2 separate regions of the Mus musculus genome follow, and region 1 is linked to region 2. Evidence: chromatin contacts called from public HiChIP or PLAC-seq data. All regions are on one chromosome and are shown on one strand. The core of a region is the stretch at or near the end of the contact, and the rest is flanking DNA. Distances in the headings are between cores, read along the strand shown. Region 1 overlaps Jmjd1c (jumonji domain containing 1C). Region 2 holds the start of 1110002J07Rik (RIKEN cDNA 1110002J07 gene).

Region 1 (3,060 bases), core at 149-2,648, 330 kb after region 2:
GAGTGCTGGGGTTATGGTGTGTGCCACCGCACCTCATTTCAGTTGCTGAGCTTCCAAATATGACCATTGCGGCGGCCATTCTTTGTTATGGCACAGCTTTGTAAATTATGTACTCATGTGTTTATGTGCATGGGTGTTAACCATATGTAAGCTGGCAACTTAACTCACAGTAGTACCTGTTCTTAACCACTGAGCCACCTTTCTTACCCACAATAAATACTCGGTAACTCTGGCTTTTCTTTACAATGAACTTTAGCATCATCAATAGTGTTTAGAACCGTGGTCTGTTTTGTTGCTAGTGAGCTGTGGCAGCACGGGAATTTGAGGAGGAGAGAGCTCGGGCTTTCCAACTGCAATACATTTGGGTTGTTTTTATTTTAGACAATAAATACATATAAATATTTACAGGTAGGCTTCTATACCAACATGGTCTTTCACTTGGTAAATATTGGCTAGTGGGATGTGCCTAGTTAAACGATAAATGTACAACTAGCTTTTAAGAAGCTCCCTCTGTCCTCTAAAATGGTTGGCCCTTTCCCCACGGGTGTGTTTCATTTTCTCTGCTTCCTCGATAGCCCTTGCTCCTTTGAGATGTATTATTTAGCCTGTGGTTGGGGTTTGAAGGAAAGGACAGCAGTTTGAGATGATGGTGTTTTGTTATGATGGGGCTGGCTTGAGATTCGCAGCAGTCTGATGTCGATTTCCTTTCTGGGAGGCTTAGTCACACTCAGGTGCCAACCCCACTCCTAGTTTTGCTGATCTTTGGAAGTCTGGTTGGGAGGAACCTGCGCTTTCACAGTTCTGATAGTCAATCCTGATGTTACCACCTGGGAACTACACTCTGATAGATGTTCACACTGAACCATGTGACACTGCTTCTCTCGGACTAACACTGCTAGGACAGCAGCAGGATGGCGTTTCTAGCCTCTGAGCAGTGACTGGGGAGAAACAGTCTCTCCCTTCCCCACCACGCCCACCCCCACCTCCCAGTCCACAACAGGGAGAGAAACAGAAAGGAAAAGAACATGAATTAATAAGTTTGCCCTTAGTTTCTAGACTGGTTCAGCACTGTGACTTGATATTTTTAAGAGTTGCAAATTGTCTGCAGAAGAAATTGTCCAGAAGAAATGCATGGCAAAACCTTCTCACATAATATCTTCCCAGACAACCAGATACTGTACCAAGATAATGAAGAATCCCTTTTGAAAAGATGACACTCTGACTATAAACGTGAAAGGCTTTGTTTTCCTCCCTCCCTCCTTAGAATCCCAGCCAGGATGACTAGTGGCTTGGATGGCTAAAGAGAGGGCGTGAATGGAATGGGAACTCAGTGCTGTGCTGCTTTAGAGCTGGACTCAAGCTTCCCGAGAGATCCACCAGATAGCGGTTGTCAGAAACATACAGTCCTGTGAGCAGGAAAACAGTTTAAAGCAGCCATAAATTGTCAGTGCTGACACAGCCTCTCCGAGCTCTGGGCAGTGACACAAAGTTCAGAAGAGCCAGGAGGCACTTTTAAAAGAAAGTCTCTTTAAGGAAATCTCTGTCAGCACACAGCTAACCACTGGAAAGAAAAAAAAAAAAAAAAAATGGGACAGTTCCTTCCTGACCACGCCCAGCAAGAAATAGAGCCTTTTCAGAGACTCTACAGAGTGGCGAGAAGGACTGCTGCAGCTCTCAGTGACCAGGACCCAGCGCTTGGGGAAAGGGAAGATGCTTACCAGAGCTCACATAGTAATGTGCAGATGCCCAGCCCCTCTGTCAGCCTGGAGTGACGCACGCACACTCCAGACCTGGGGCTTACAGACAACTCAGAGAGCAAAGCACGAGGACAGAGGATGAAGAGAGTGAAAAGAACAAGACATTGAACAAAAGATGGGAGTGAGAGCTACAACTGATTTTAGGTCATGCTAGAGCTAAACATACCAAAGGTAACTGCTAAGACTCCTGAAGGACTCACTCTCCCCACAGCATGCCCAGATAAGACATAGGAGACACAGGCATTGGAGACTGTGTAGCTGGTATGAGAGTTAATGTAGCAGTGTAAAGCATCTGTTAGACAAGACATCACAGGAGTTGGCCTCCTGTTGACTTGCCATTTATTGGCTGATTTGTCTTGGGACAGGAGCTGAGCATCTCATCCATAGTCTACTGTTGTGAATAGAGCATCTGTTCTACAGACATAAGGAAGACCCAGGGAGACATGTGAGGCTCCCACTGTTACTCTCCAGAGGAACCAGCATCCCAGTGAGCCCAGAAACAGAGCGCTTACTTTATGATGCTACCAGCTTGTCACTAGAGGCCAGTGCTTGAGTTAAACAACTCTGCAGACTTCAGCAGCTGCTCAGGTGGTCATATGTCCAGAGGAGGAATTGTAGCCCCTCTGGAGTCCCATCCCCCTGTCATCAGTTAGACTCTGCCACAGTCTCCATTTCCCACTTCCTCTCTGCCTCATCTCACTCTTCCCAATTACATTTGTTTTGCAAACTTCAAAACTAGACTAAATGGAAGTGCTTAGTTTTTCAGTTGTTCCTTCTTTCCCAGGAATTTTTATGGCGTTTTAAAACATCATTTGAAGACAACCTAAAGACAATTTTAAAATCTCACATTAGATCCCCTTGGGCCTTCCTCTGCTATACAAAGCATTAAGAGAAAGCAGTTATTAGGAACAAGGATGTACAGAAGGTGTAACTGCTAAACAAATGGCATATGCTGACTGGCTCCTGAAGAAAACCTTTTAGTCAACAACATGAATTTGAAAAACTTAGACTAAAGTCACCTGAGATCAGAGAATCTCTTTAATTGGCTAATTTGAAACAAAGGCACAAATAAAACTTCTAGAACCATTCTGAAACTCCTGTATGGCCAGTAGATTAAGTGGAACTAACGTTCTGTCCCCGGTGCCGAGCAAATGAACTAAGTTGCATTTCCTTTCTGCTCTTGATCGGAGAGTTAATACTGCCATGACCAACAAGGGAATAGCAACAGCACAGAACGAGTGCTCCTTGCAGCCTCCCATTAGTGTTTTCAAATAACACATGCTTAATAATCCACCTACACATA
Region 2 (3,013 bases), core at 388-2,887:
CCCTAGGGACCCTCAACTCTAGTAGCAACTGGCTTGAGCTGTTTGATGAAGGATGAAGGTAAGGCATGAATGCTTTCCAACTGGGATGCAAGGTCAAATGTCATTAATTACGTCCCCTGATAATATGGCTGGCTGGTCCAAGAGGTCTGGAGTGGGGGTGGGGTGGAGGTGGAGTTAGACCTTCACACACCCAGTCACCCCAGGAATGTCAAGGATGGATCACACATAGATGAGGTGAGGAAGTCATGCCTGGAATGGTGAGGATGGATCACATATAAATCAAACTGTTAGGTCTCAAACCCAAGACAAACAGCTAACAGAGGTTACTATTACCATATCAAAGCTGACCCTGGCCACCAAGTTTTCCCACCATCCCTGAGTCTCTACCCATTCCAGGGTCCTCCTGGCTGGCATACTCCACCCCATACCCTAAACTTCTCCAGCCACGAGGCTGGACTGGGTTTTCCCTTCCCCCAGCCTCTCTGGCTCCTATACAATTCAGCCATTTCGGTTACATTATCTCTTAGCCCAGGCTACCCCTCTTTGTTAGTGTCTCCTTTCTTGCTTTCCCTGCCTCTCTCTCTCCACATAGTCCAGCTCAGTCTGGCAATGTTCACTCTGCACTCTCCCAGATGCCTCTTTTTGTCCATATTCTGTATTCTCTCTTATGTCTGTCACAAACCTTCTCCTCCACCATACCTAAGAACATCCTGAGCTCCTCCCATTTCTTTCTCTTTTTTTCCATCCATAAATCATCCCCAGAATGGTGAAGATGTGTACGGTTAGCACTCTGTCTAAATTCCATCTTACAATTACCTGGCAACAGCCAGGTAGGCCTGGCCCACTACAAAAGGGGCTGCTTGCCCCCTCCTCCCTCTCTTACTCCTTCCCGGCTTGCTTCTCTCGTGCCCTCTTGGGCTCTTCCCTTCCCCCTTCCCTTCTCCCTCTCTCCCTGTGGTCATGGCCGGCCTCTACTTCTCTGCTCTCTCTCTCTCTCTCTCTCTGCCTTTCTCTGCCTCTACTATCCACTTAACTCCTCTCCCCATGCCCTGAATAAATTCTATTCTATACAATATAATAGTATAGAATGTGGCTGGTCCTTCAGGGAGAAAGGATGCATTGGCATGGGCCCACTGAGGCACCCCCCCCTCACCACACCCCCATAGAACATGTTCTTATACCTCTTTGTCTTTTTATAATCACATTGTGTGCCACACAGATGAGGTCACCCCAGGAATGGAGGGTAGATCACATATAGATGAGGTTACCCCAGAAATGATAAGGATGTATCTCACATGGATGAGGTTACTCCAGGAATGGTGAAGATGCATCACACATCGATGAGATCACCCCAGGAATGGTGAGAATAGATCACACACCCAGTCACTCCAGGTAAGGACGAGTTACACAGAGATGAACTCACCCTGGAAATGGTGAACGTGAGCCCCCTACAGAGAGGGTTAGGGCATTTGCTGAAAATCCCTGCCACCGAGATCAGAGAAAACGGAAAAGGTTAAATACGGAAGAGACCTTCAAAGGTCACCTCCCTCTTTGCATGGAAGAGGAAGCCAAGGTCCCAGAAGGCTGCGTATCTCTCACAGAGTGCATTTACAGAAAAACCCAACCCAAGACTGCAGGCGCCTTCCACTGAAGTAACAGAAATGGGAAGGGGAAAAAAAAAAAAAAAAAAAAAACACTGAGTGAGTCAGGCGAGCGGGGGACACGGTCTCCCTTCCCCCTACCTCGGGGTGGTGGCAGGCAGCCAACTGGAGCTTGCTGCATATTTAATTTAAACCTTTGTCTGCCCTGGCAAGGACAAAGTACAATCTGTTTTATGTAAAAAGTCTTCCCTGAGGAAAGCCTCAGCCTCCAGCTGCGAAACTGATTGATGTTCTTAACTCCTCCCCCCCCCCCCCCCAGCCTCTGTGGGGATCCGAGGTTGCAGTTTCCAAAAAAAGAGTTGGGGGGGGGGGGAGGAAAGCACTCCAAACAAACAAGCAAAACAAAATTTCTTGCTTTTATTGTGTTACTCTCAATCTAGGAGAATTAGCCTGAAACTAGAGGGAGAAGCCTACAAATAAAGCCTATATTTTACAAGCCGATTTCAGAGCCCCAGATGGGAGGGGCTGGGACAGCAAGCTGCCGCGGGAGGCTGGAGTCTCGTCTAGGAGCTTTGTCTACAAGCTCCTTCTGCCTTGCCTTAGATGGCCTAATCTAATCAATACAGATACCAAAACGTCCTAAAGATGCCTTAAAGTGAAGCCTTCGTGTCAAGGAACATCACCGTTGGAAATGGTCACCGAACGTGAGATGGAGATTAGGAGTCACCTTGTTTTGAGAGCTCTGTGGATTTCCGGGTAGCCTGTTTCAGAGACCCTGATTTGGGAGATCATATGTCTTGCAAAACCAAGGCGTGCATTGTTGCAACTCAGTTTGGGGTCACCTCCAAGTGTTCCTGGACCTTCTAGACTTCTGCCTTAGACTGAAGCACTTAGTGACCTCAGTCTCAGCTGGCGCTCAGTGTTCAAAGGTTAGCGTCGAGGTGCGCTGAGGAGACCCAAAGGGGGCGGAACCACCCTGCATAGCATTAGACTTTTAACTCTGCTCCCGCCCTCGGTCCCCTGTATCAGATTGGTTGGAAGGAGAGCGTGGGTTAAGGGGGCATGGACCTGCCTTCCCCTTTCTGGTTCAGGAGCCAAACTTCATCTTGGAGTCAGAACAAAGCCATGGCCGGATCACACTAAGGAGCTCCAGCCTGTTTTGGGACAGAGCCAGGACCCAGAAACCATTGCCATGAGCCACCAGCTGGCTGCGGTCCCGGAAAACTTGTGCAGCTGCCGCACAGGCCAGACTGGGCCTGCACACTGTCACAGTGCCAGGCCCTCCATTAAGGCCCCCGTCTCCGCTCACACCCAACTTGCCCCGCGTACTTTGGCATCCTCCTGCCTTGAGGTGTGCCCTGGGATTACAGGGGAGACTTCAGAACCACCGAGTGACCTGCCTCCTCTTATCT

Evidence for each region. HiChIP or PLAC-seq counts read pairs in DNA pulled down with a chosen protein or histone mark.
Region 1: a contact with region 2 is called in an H3K4me3 HiChIP or PLAC-seq map of bone marrow-derived macrophages, with 4 times the contacts expected there. The contact joins the enhancer-like site here to the promoter of 1110002J07Rik in region 2. A contact is called at or near these places in 1 of 15 datasets of contacts at CTCF or cohesin (the NIH/3T3 cell line), 6 of 484 Hi-C or Micro-C datasets (the N1E-115 cell line, bone marrow-derived macrophages, embryonic fibroblasts and 3 more), 20 of 115 datasets of contacts at active chromatin or transcription factors (the NIH/3T3 cell line, bone marrow-derived macrophages, differentiating embryonic stem cells and 11 more) and 2 of 9 other capture datasets (embryonic stem cells and liver).

What each region holds. Positions count from the first base shown.
Region 1 is chr10:67,251,108-67,254,167 of GRCm38.p6, forward strand. All of the region lies in intron 24 of Jmjd1c (jumonji domain containing 1C), which reads left to right. Among named protein-coding and RNA genes, the nearest start is that of Nrbf2, 33 kb to the right of the region's middle. Within about 2 kb of position 1,399, at least 32 of the 459 cell types and tissues checked have an H3K27ac peak or open chromatin away from gene starts, as enhancers often do. A contact at or near this core is called in bone marrow-derived macrophages and uterus, where this site is marked.
Region 2 is chr10:66,918,747-66,921,759 of GRCm38.p6, forward strand. 1110002J07Rik (RIKEN cDNA 1110002J07 gene) reads right to left here and starts at 1,638. Exons shown (of 5, transcript NR_138561.1): 1 at 1,424-1,638.